Regions from separate parts of the Pan troglodytes genome. Here region 2 is linked to region 1. The links are chromatin contacts, called in public Hi-C maps. All regions are on one chromosome and are shown on one strand. The core of a region is the stretch at or near the end of the contact, and the rest is flanking DNA. Distances in the headings are between cores, read along the strand shown. Region 1 overlaps FOXP1 (forkhead box P1). Region 2 holds the start of LOC134809482.

The links. Hi-C and Micro-C count contacts between places; a contact is called where the count stands out from the background.
Region 2: a contact with region 1 is called in a Hi-C map of stem cell-derived neural progenitor cells, with 3 times the contacts expected there. The contact joins the promoter of LOC134809482 here to the enhancer-like site in region 1. A contact is called at or near these places in 2 of 7 Hi-C or Micro-C datasets (blood and stem cell-derived neural progenitor cells) and 1 of 1 datasets of contacts at active chromatin or transcription factors (stem cell-derived excitatory neurons).

Annotation. Positions count from the first base shown.
Region 1 is chr2:75,296,539-75,302,116 of NHGRI_mPanTro3-v2.0_pri, forward strand. All of the region lies in intron 3 of FOXP1 (forkhead box P1), which reads right to left. LOC104005616 (a long non-coding RNA gene) reads left to right here. Exons shown (of 6, transcript XR_008547286.1): 4 at 149-295; 5 at 3,093-3,307. Among named protein-coding and RNA genes, the nearest start is that of MIR1284, 240 kb to the right of the region's middle. Within about 2 kb of position 2,758, at least 13 of the 24 cell types and tissues checked have an H3K27ac peak or open chromatin away from gene starts, as enhancers often do. A contact at or near this core is called in stem cell-derived neural progenitor cells, where this site is marked.
Region 2 is chr2:75,571,789-75,577,366 of NHGRI_mPanTro3-v2.0_pri, forward strand. LOC134809482 reads left to right here and starts at 2,879. Exons shown (of 4, transcript XM_063806304.1): 1 at 2,879-2,999; 2 at 3,294-3,835. The coding sequence starts at 2,879. The region is part of intron 1 of FOXP1 (forkhead box P1); the gene reads right to left.

The DNA of each region.
Region 1 (5,578 bases), core at 1,508-4,007:
TAAAAAATGCTGTCTCCATACGAATTGCGTTTTTTTTTCTTTTTCTCTTTCTTTTTTAAGTTTCCTACTGGTTTTAGGTTTTAAAAGTGAGCCAAGGATACGGTAAACAGAAATTACTTATTTTCCTTTATGTCATTCTCTGTAACAGTTAAGATCCTGTGAACACCAGAATTGTTCCGCGGCCTCTTCACTATTGATTGCAACAGTATCATTTACCTGAAGCTACACAGTGACCACAAAAACCATGTCCAGGACACCAAATTTCTACTGCGAACTCTAGGGTGAGACACTAAATGTACGTTCCTCTTTCTCTACCTCCCCAACCACCCCTCCTCCCTAATTAGGACTGTTATTCTAAAGAACCCTCAGATTATTGTAGTGTTTCAATATCATACTTTCTATGGATATATTTTGCCCTTAATTTAATCTGTGTGACATATAATACACGGTGTCCACTAGTATGTCCTACTTGGAACTGAGTTGCAGGTAAATGTGGAGGTGCAATCTCATTTCACAAAACTGAAAATGAAGAGTATCAGCTCTTTTTTTCCCCATTTATAGTATTTCCCCCTTCCCTTTCTTGACAGCTAAAATAAATTATCTGCATTAAGATTTCTGCATTATATTTCATTTTATATAATTGTGCAAAAGCAACTCTGAAGTATGCCCAACATAGTTCATCTCAATCTTCAGCCTACCCAATACTGGCTGAGAACCTATTGTGTACCAGTCTTAATAAAGATGCAAAGATGAGCAAAGCAAGCCCCTGGGTGGTGATAGGGGGCAGTTCAGTAGGTCTATGGCTAGAGGACACTTTCTTACTAGGAAACTGAGGAAGGAACATGGTTCAAACTTCCCATACCCCCAAATCCTCCAATCAAATGGCCTGTACTCATTTGCAAAAACTGGTCCAAATAGGCCAATTTCCAAGAGTTTGCTGCCTCTTTAAATAGGGAATCTTATCTTCTGTGGGCTTTAATATCTTGTTTTTCAATGACTTCTTAGAAAATATAAGGACATCAACATATATTTGACTATTGAAAAATATAAGACAAGGGTCACTTTATTTTCTATAGTGAAGAAAATCTACTCCAAAATCAATCTCAAAGTTTGTTCTATGCCCTTAAGGCTTCAAATACTGAGTAAGATTTCAAAAAAGAAAAGAAAAAAAAGTGGGGAAGGTGGGGAATGAGGAAAGAAAAGAAGAAAATAAAAACGGAAAAAGGGGAGAAAGGAAAAAATAGAGAAAAACAGAGGGGAAAAAGAAAGGAAAAGAATAAAGCAAGGAAACAAGAAAGAAAAGGAAGGAAGAAGCTGCTGTGCAGCCGGGGTCTCTGAGACCAGAGGCAAACTTGGACGCTACCCAGGCTTGCAGCTTCACAAACACTACACTTCTTTTACTTGTCTCTATCAAAGAAATGTGCGACTTTGAATCCACCATTCTTCAAATCTCTCTCCTATCCCTGCAAGTAACATTTTACTTCCTTTCTCCTCATCCTCTGGGGCCCTCATCAGATCATAGTACCTAACTTTGGAGTCCATTCTAGTAGGGCAAAAACCTAAAATATTATACATTAAGCCACGTGGTGCAGTAAACCCCAGTCGATGCTTGCCCATGAAATTACTTCAGGCTGGCAGCCCCCCACTCACTCCACATCGGCCCATCTCATTTGGAAAAATGACTCTCTCCTACCTTACAGAAAAGGAAAACCCTGGCCGTGGTCATGTGAAAATATTTTATAGGTATCCTTTAACAGCCTTTAAATGTTGAAACCTAAAAACAATATTTGCTGTTTTCCCTTTGAAGCTCTAACAAAGCCTTTGTTTTAGATTCACCTTTAGTGTGCAATAAGAGTTAATAATCAAATCCATCCCAACCCCCACAAATGTTAAACAAAAAGATAAAAGAAATGCAAATAGCTATTGTCATGGAAAGTTAAAGTACCTGTCTGTATTTTTAAGTGAAAACTATTATCTCTATCAATCAAAATTTAAGAATACAATAGCACTAATCACAGAAGGTGCTCTGACGGAGTTACTTTGCCTCAAAAAAAAGTATTTTTCCCCTTAAAAACCAAGTATAAAAGTCATATACTTACAATTAGATAGAGTATTTGTAATTTTGTTATTAAAAACCTTCAGCAGCCTCACTGTTAATAAATGCTTCTAAGTCTCTAGACTGATTTGTACCCAAGAAGACACAAGTCCCTACATATTTTAATAAGGTTGATGAAATTTTATTTAAATTCTCACAGTTTCCAACCTGCGGGGGAACAGCACACTCTTCTGTTGAAAAGAGTTACTCAAACAGAGGCAACAGTTAACTGGTCATGAAAACTCCTTCTTTTAGAGCCTGGACATAATTCCCACACCCTGAAATATCTTCACACAGGACATATCTTCCTTGAATGGTTCACCCTTGTTAATTGTGGCAACTTATTTTTGAAATAACACTCTACCCTCAAAAAGAAAGCAGAATACCCCCATCATACCCCAGAATGATCTAAGTGTACACTACATGAATTTCTCTGAGTCTGTTTTTAAAAATTCACTTTAAAAAAAGACTGGATTAGCCCCTGAATATGGTGCTTTCTAAAGACAGTACAGGAACAAAAAATAGCAAGACCCCAGATAGTAAAACAAACAGCTCAAGATTAAAATTCCTAGAGCAAACAGTTAAGCCAGGATGCCATTATGCACACTGAGCCTGGATGATGTCTCCTCCACCGTGGGGCCAAGAGGCTGTCATTTTCCCCCCAGCAAGATCAGATTTCCTTCCCTCCCGACCGCCTCTCTGAGCATCATGGCCAACATCTCTAGTGTGCTATTAATATCAATGAAGAGACGATTCGATTTCCACAGAAGAAAACCTTTCCTATTCCGGCACAGACCTTCGGGGAGGACCCTGGCCCGGGTATAGACAATACAGCGGCAGAGTTTCTGTTTTCTTACAGTTCAGTCTTAGACACTGTTTGAAGGCTTTTAGCAAACAATGGCAGCATTATCTGCAGGATAGTTACAAAACAGGATTTGTTAGGACAAAGAATAATAAAGCTGCTCTCTCTCTCTCTTTTCTTTTTAATTCCCCCTAGTCCTCACGAGCCTTTCTCTGCGAGTCCAAAATTCAGCCACATTTCCTAAGAGGCACCTGTACTTGTCTATTTCAATGCAGCCAGAAGCTGACGACGGCCCAGGAACCAGGACTGCTTTCAGGAGGCGCTCAGAAGGGCAGCAAAGTACCCTCTCAACATTAGTAAAATGAAACAAAAGTGTCAGCCTTGGCTTCGCACACACTTACCCGTTCATGGTGAGGAGGCAAAGCTTTGGGGCGGGAGAGGCAATTTTCACACAACGGAAGAAAGTTGAGAGTTTGTAAGGGAGAAACTACAGGCGCTTGGAAGCCTGCTGGCTCTCAGGGCTCCCAGGCTGGCGGCAGTGTGAGGAAGGACTGAAGGTATGTGGGCTAAACACAACAAAAGCCACTGCCTTACTCTAGATTAAATATGCAGGAAGAGGCCCCTTTGCATAAACACAAACACTCAGCAAATGAATAACTGGCTCAATCAGACGCCCGCTGTGCCTTCTACCTGTCCTCACTCTGACAGGAGACACTGCCTATTCCAGGGGACACCACTAAACAGGAGATAGTTAAATGTTATGTTGCTATAATAACAATTAAAATGAATTGTATTCATTAGTAATTAAGAACTCACTCGTGGGGCGGGGGGGGAGTGCTATTGTTGTATCTCCAGCTACTCCAAAAAGAACTTGTAGTATACCCATCCCTGGAGTTCTACTATGGGTTGCATTTCAATCTTTAACATTCTACGAGTTTTAAACAATCGGTTTGTTTAGTCACAATTGTCAGATATACATCTCGTTTCTCTGCTTTGTCACATTGTAAGTTGATACTTGTGACTCTGTACCTACAAAGATCTGTTTGATATATGCATATAAAGTGTACATAAAAATATATACACATATACACACATATATATGTGCATATATACTCACACATAATACATTCAAGCATATCCAATTAAAGAGAATAAGCCAAAAAAATGCTACTTAACTATATTCTCTAGTTCACTAATCATTTAAGGAAAATAATTCGAGTTTTCCAAAAATATATCCCAAATGCCTGCCTTTCAAATGTCACCAATCCATGACCACTCATTTAAAAACATTACCCCCATATTAGAAAAGATGCTTTTAACTGAGTGGCCTCAACCACTTATAATTTCAATTAAATAACATAATTACAGTCAACAATTTTCTCCATTTCGGCAGAAAATATGCCATACCTCAACATAATTTGTCCTTACAACCCAGGAATTTAAGCAAGAGGAAAAACATGCCAGTGTTAGGAATTCACTACTGACTTTTCTCAGCTTATGGAATCAACTCACACTGACCTCTTATTCTATGTTCCAGCTACATGTTGCTCTTAGTAACTTAATTATTTTTTAATAACTTTTGCAGTATTAAATGATTTTGATTGAAACATAAATAAGATTATGTTCGTCTACTACTTACTAATGCCATACAGAACTCTGGGGCCAAATCCAGCAGGGCTGTGCTATAGGATGTGTCCATATTATTACTGTATTTGGACTAAAAAGGATAGGTCACAGATCCTTCACAGCCTTCGAGAATGCTGTGATTATCCTAGCCAAGGGAAATAGGGTAGCTTTCTATTTCAAAAGCAATTTTAATTTATTAACACAAAACTGTTTTCTGGCCAAATCATTCTACTGTAAAAGGTGAAGATCACTGAAAAGTTTTAAAATATTTTCACAAACAAATCAACAAACCCAAAACTCATTTCAAACATTATTATGGCATAACATGGAGAAAAGGCAAACAAAATAAAAAGATACCCAAAGACCCAGAGAATAAAACACAGGTTCTCTAAGCGGGGTGCCCACAGAAACTGAAGAGACGCTGATTTTGTCCACCCTTTTGCCTTGAAATGACCTTCCAAATAAGGTGTTAGATAACCCAGGTCCATAGACAATAGTGATCTAACCTTGCTGCAAATAAACCACAAAACAAAATTTAATCAGTATATCACTGTGAGAAAGCCTCTGTCCATCCCCATGGAGCTTCTAATGACTGTTTTGGCAGTTTTGAGGGTAGTTATGCTTCCCAGCTCATCTACATCTTATACTGGTTGAGTAAGCTAATGGAAGTGATGTTAGTGGAATCCAATATTAATGATCTGTATCATGCAAACCTGGATGCAACTGAATATATTATACAATTATAGGTAGTATCTAATTCCATAGGTATTAGATACTGTACCCTAAATTAATATTTTAATGAGGACGGTGAAATAAAGACGACAATCCAGGTAAGGGATCCATGCATTGTGGCCCAGCTAAGCTCCTTGCTGAAAGAGCGCCGGATTCAGGAGCGAACGGCACAGACACAGGGATTGTGACAAAAATCCGTATGCAAGCTTTAGATGCTGAGTGACACATACTGATGCACAGAGTCAAAGATGTCATCCTCACACAAGCGCCACTCGCTGTAAGCTTGAGAGAAAATGCAGGGGGAAAGATGGGGGGGCGTAGTT
Region 2 (5,578 bases), core at 1,629-4,128, 280 kb after region 1:
ATTTAAAAAGAAAAAAGGAAGGCCAATATTGCTGGTATAGCAAAAATGGCATTTACTATGACTGAAATCTATAAAAGAAGTGTGACATCTGACAGGATAAGGAAGAAAGGAAAAGCCCTTAGCAAAAAGAAAAAAAAAAAATTAAAAACAAAAATACCACCTGTGTAAATCTAGCCATGCTCTGGAAACCCTTTCTCGGTCGTGGAGAAACAGCTCATGCTGAATGCCTTGAAGTTGCAATTAAATTGTAGTAATTTAAGATTATCAGGAGAGCAAAGGGCAGTAGGAGCTCTTCAGAGGGTTTCCCTCCCCACTTAATGCTCTTCAGTCAGGGGTTAAATGAGTTTCTTTAATGTAAGTACCTTAAAGTAACAGAATCATAAACAAAATTTATACTATGTTCTGACAGCCTGCAATCTACTTCAGTTTTATTAACGTATACCTAAAATTATTTTTAAAGGACAAAATTCTTGCTATACCCTGTAAATATTCTTGGCATTCCCACTGAAATGTGATAGGTACTGTAACACCTAACCTTGTCTAAATATACATACTTTTTGAGATGTGGAATCTTACAAGATAGCGTTTCAAAACTGAGTTTGAGTCATAAGTAAAACATGAAAATCAAATAAATATGCACAATAAGATTGGCTGCAAAGAGGAAGCTGGGTTCAAAAGAAGTTGTCACATCTGCTATATTCCTTCTCTTTCTTAATTTTGGCACTGGACCCCCTGCAATATAAATATATTTGAAAAATATCACAATTCTTCTGTTAATTTAAACAACTGCTGAAAACAGACATACCCTTCAACAGAGCCTAAGATGCAAATTTACAAGGCCAGGGGTATAGTCTTTAAAAAGGCAAAGAAAAACTCAGTAACAGAAAACCATGCCTAGGCTCAATATTAACTCAGTTAACTTTTGCTATTATAAGTATAAATGGTTTAACTAGAAAATATTTATAGCTTTTTCAAAACATTACATATTGCAGAAAATTGCCTAATAGCATCCATGTGTATGTTTAACTCACACTGCTTAATTATACAATAAAGGTATATCTAGTAAAAACTACAGACTTTGAAACATGTTGTGCACCATGGTTATGAAACTCTGGCTTACAAAAAATATATAAACCGCTTACTATGTGACCGACACTTGTTAATTAAAAATATAATCCTTAAATGACAATTATTTTTATTCTTCTGTATGTGTTTACTTATCCTATTTCCTACTTTGTTCTACTTAATTTAAAATAACATTTAATTTGGGGATAGTTTATCCCAGAAAAAAAAAGTGTTACACAGTTTATACTCCACGATTTAAATATAAACACAAAATCTTAGACATCTCCAGCAATATAAACCCCTTATCTGAGACAGTTAATTTGAACAGTTGATGTTTCTTTCATTATACTTTGATAAACCTGTGAAAACAAAATGCTACAGTAATTACTGTTACTACTCCCTTTAAAAATGTAAAGTAGTTAAATTTTCCTAGACAACAAGCAAGGACAAGTTACAGAGAACTTGAATAAAAGTAGCAACGTGGTCATGTTGAATGTCAATCTAAAAAAAGAGGTTGTCTAATCTGGAGACTGCTCTCTCTCGCCTTTTTAAATTCCAAGAGTGGGCTGACACAAAACTTCATCACCAGAGATTTTTTTTTTCTTTTTTTTCTTTTTCTTTTTTTTTTTTTTTTTTTTTTGAGCTTCACATCAGATTTAAACTCTCACATACAAAACCTTGGCTTCCCTGACAAGGCAGATCTTCTAAACTCAATGTGAGAAAACGTTATCTAACTCTAGTGTAGGAGTCTAATGCTGGTAAAAAGAATTCCATTGCACAGTTCTTGGTAGCAAGACAGCCTCTGGACGACTTAATATTCCTTTAATACATTTTTGGGTAGCATTCTCCTCATAAAGAAGGATACATTAAAAAAAAATAACTTGTTTCGCGACTCGGCATCCATAAGGAACTCAAATGCTGCCCAGAGAGGGGCTGAGTATTTCCTTCCAAGTGAGCCTTCGCTTGCACAACAAAGATTAGCATTTGCAATGGTCCATTTCTGCATAAGTGAACATATAGCCTTGCTGCTTGATCGAAGAGTCCAGGGTTCTCCGTGTAGCAGCTCCTGACAACCACCCAGCAGCAGTTCTGTTTGATCTCTCCTGCTTCCTTAATTTGGGTTGTCAAGGTTCAGCAGTTGGAGGCTGTTTACTTTACTTTTCCAAAAAAAAAAAAAAAGTGATTTTTTTTTTCTCCCTCTCTCTCATACAATGACTAATCCAAAGTCTAAGGGGGGTGGGGGATGCAGCCAGTGGCAAGATGTTAAACCTTTTTTTTTCCCTTTGCAGTGAGATTTTAGCTGACACCTTTTGAATGGTAACTAGTTGAGTTCCTTTTTTATATTTTTCTTGCTCTTTAATTGTGAGACGTTTCAAATAGAAAGACAGAGGGGGGAAAAAAAACAGTCCAAATTTCTGAAACTGTGAGCTGAATTTTCTTTTCCTGGACCCAAAGGGATGGGTATTTCCACTTTGAGAATCAAAACTCCAGTGGAATTCTAAAAAAGATTTGATACATTTCTCTCTGGAACAGAAAAATAGCAGGAACTCCTCTTTCTCAATTATGTAGGCTATCCCTGGGTAGAAAACACCTGAAGTCTTACTATTTCTTTAAAAATTCTAGTTTACACATCTCCCTCCAAATTGATTCTTGCTGTGGAAAACGGGGGTGGGGGAAAGGGGATGGAATGGAAAAATTTTGCAGCGATTCTTCAATATATTTTCAGTAGCAGAAAAATTCCTTTAAATATCCTTGAGGTCTTCTCAACTCAGCTATTGTCCAAGCCCTAAACCCTTAAGTCTACGTACAACCAATGGTGAAGTGTAGACGGTTTGAATGTACAGATGCCTTTCAAAGGGAATCCAGAATGCTCCTCCGGCATTCCTGTTTAAAGAGCAGTGACAAAAAAGAAAATGCTAACTTGGAAAATACCTGTGAGCAGACATGAGCGCAATTCCAGCCCCTCAGAAGTGGACTGCATAAGGTCAAATGCAACCAAATGAAATGTTTATATTAATTTCATTATTCTGCCCAAGCCTCACAGATGAGGGCTTGGGGGGTGGGGAGGTAGGGAAGAGGAAGAAATAAGTTTCATTTTGGGTCTTCTGGTAGAGCAAAAAGAAAATGAATTAAGACGAAAGCATAGGATGAGCCCAGACTAAATCAATACACTTTGTAATCAGCCCAGCAAGGGTATTTGGACACAATGACTTGGAAATAATTAATAGTTATAAGAGGGGAGTGGGGTGAGAAGGGGGGCGAGGATGTCACCATATTTTATCGGAGCACTTTACACTCCACGCTAAACTTTGATCTCCAGATTTTCAGATTTAGGAAAGAAAGAGGGGGAAAGGGTGGAGGGGAGGAAGTCCAGTATTTCGAAGCACCTACCGGCCTGAGGATGGGCACATTCCTCGCTCCCGGTGCCTTATCGCTAGGCTCGCGCCACCCCGGCTGGCTCTTTGGGGACGGAGAACCCCTAGTGCCGCCTGGGGCTCTCCGGTATCCCTGGACCCCGCGCCCGCGGCCGCCTCGACTTACCCGCGGAGTCCGGGGAGGGAGTAGGAGCGCCGCCTTCACGCCCGCGGAGGAGGCGCCGGCAGCACCATGGTCCCCGGCGCCGCTGCCGCTGCCCCCGGCCCGCTCGCTCGCTCGCCGCGCGCTCTCTTCCTCTTACAAACTTTCGGGTTCTGCAGTCGACAAGAAACCGGGGCGACCCTCAGCAAGTCTTCCCCGTGCAGGCTGGGGGGAACTGAAGGGGACGGGACGGGTGAGTAGGCCGAGGGGCCAGGACAGAGAGGGCAGCGGGCTCCGAGGACCCGCGAGTGCGCGTGGAGGGAAGAGAGGATGCGGCTCAGGGAATCCCTGCAAAGATCCAGAGACCGGGAAACCGGCCCGAGCCAAAGTCTCAGCACCTTCCCCAGGATCTCACAAAGTTGCAACAACATAAAGGAGGGGGGAGGAATAGGGAGAAGGGGGTGGGATGGGGATACGATCGCGGGCGCAAGGTTTGGAGTTACAACTGTTTATTTAGTCCTTATTCTCACAGGGGGCGGGAGCTGCGCGGGAATGGGGGGCTGCAGGCAGCGATTTCGAAGCAAACACATGGGAGGGGGGCATGCGACTTTGTTTCCGGGCGCGGAGCTCCCCAGAGCCCGTGTGTGTCACTGCCAGTCTCCCGGGACCAAGGCGGAGCTCACAACAGGTGGGGAGGGGGGCTCGTCGAGGGCCAAAAAGAAGAAGGAATCTAAGTTTCCGAGAGCGACGTTGTCTGAAAAAGAGGGAGGCGGGAGGCGGGGGCGAGGGGAGGCGGAGGCAGCAAATGACCGCGACCCCGCGGCAACTGGCAAACTCCTCGGCTCCCGGCGCCGCCGCCACCGCCGTGGTCCCCACTCGAAGCGCACGCCGCCTCGGCTCGCTGGCTCCAGGGAGTCGTCTCGGCGGGACAGGAATAGAGCGCAGGGAGCTCGGGAGGAAGGCTGCGCGCAAGCGAGGGACGGAGAGCCATCGGCCGCCAGGACAGGGCCGGAGGGACGAGGCGACACGCGCGCGACGCAGGACAAATCGGAGCTTGGGAAATCTCCCCGTCCCCCAAGCTTCAGAGGGGGGTAAAATCAGAAAATGTGTGTGATGGTGGGAGAGAGATCCGGGCGCGGCGACTCCTCGCAGCGCATCCGGCTCCCGCACCCACCCGTGGATCTGGCCACGGCTGTTGCGGACTCGTCTCGGGAAAGCGGAGGCCGAGCGCGCGTAGGGGTGCGTGTCTGGCTGGGGGTGCGCAGGTGCGTGTTTGAATTTTCCGGGCTCCGAGGGGGTGGCGGGAGAGCTTCCTCGCCGCTGACTCTCGGGGTAACGCGCGCGTGGCAGCGGGGAAGTTCCCCAATGCGGGGCCCAGGGCCAGGCACCACAGTCAGTCTGCTGGGGCCCGCGGGGCAGCTCAAGGGCACCGAGGGGGCACACACCCGCGGAGAAGGAAGGGGAAAAGTTTGCTCCAAGTCTAAACTTTGGGCCTAGGAGGCGCCCGGCGCGCGCCCCCTCCCGCCGCGGCCAGGACCCGGGACCCCGCACCGGCCCCGCGCCCGGGCGGCCACCGGACGCCAACGCCGGGCATCGAAAGTTGCGCCAGGCGGCCTGGGCTTATTGATTTCTCTCCCCTAGGCGATCGTGGAGAGCGCAGAGAGAGGCGTGAAGGGGCCTACGGGCAGGCGATCTCGCCTCCTCACAGTCGCCACCGCCCCCGCCCCCATTTGACTTATGCAAATAAACCCAAAGGGTGCGGGCGCCGCCGGAGCTCCCTCCACCCGCGCGCCGGCCCGCAGCCCCCACCCATCCCAGAGCTGGGCCTCGACCCGGGGGGGGAGAGGAAGAGAGGGGAGGGCTGGGGGAGATGCACGTGGAGCCTGGAGGTGGAAAGTAGTTTTTTTTTTTTTCCATTTTTTTCTCTTTTTCTTTCTTTTTTTTTTTTTTTGTGCTGGTTGTTGTTGTTGTTTAAAGTGGCGGAAACAAGACAGGA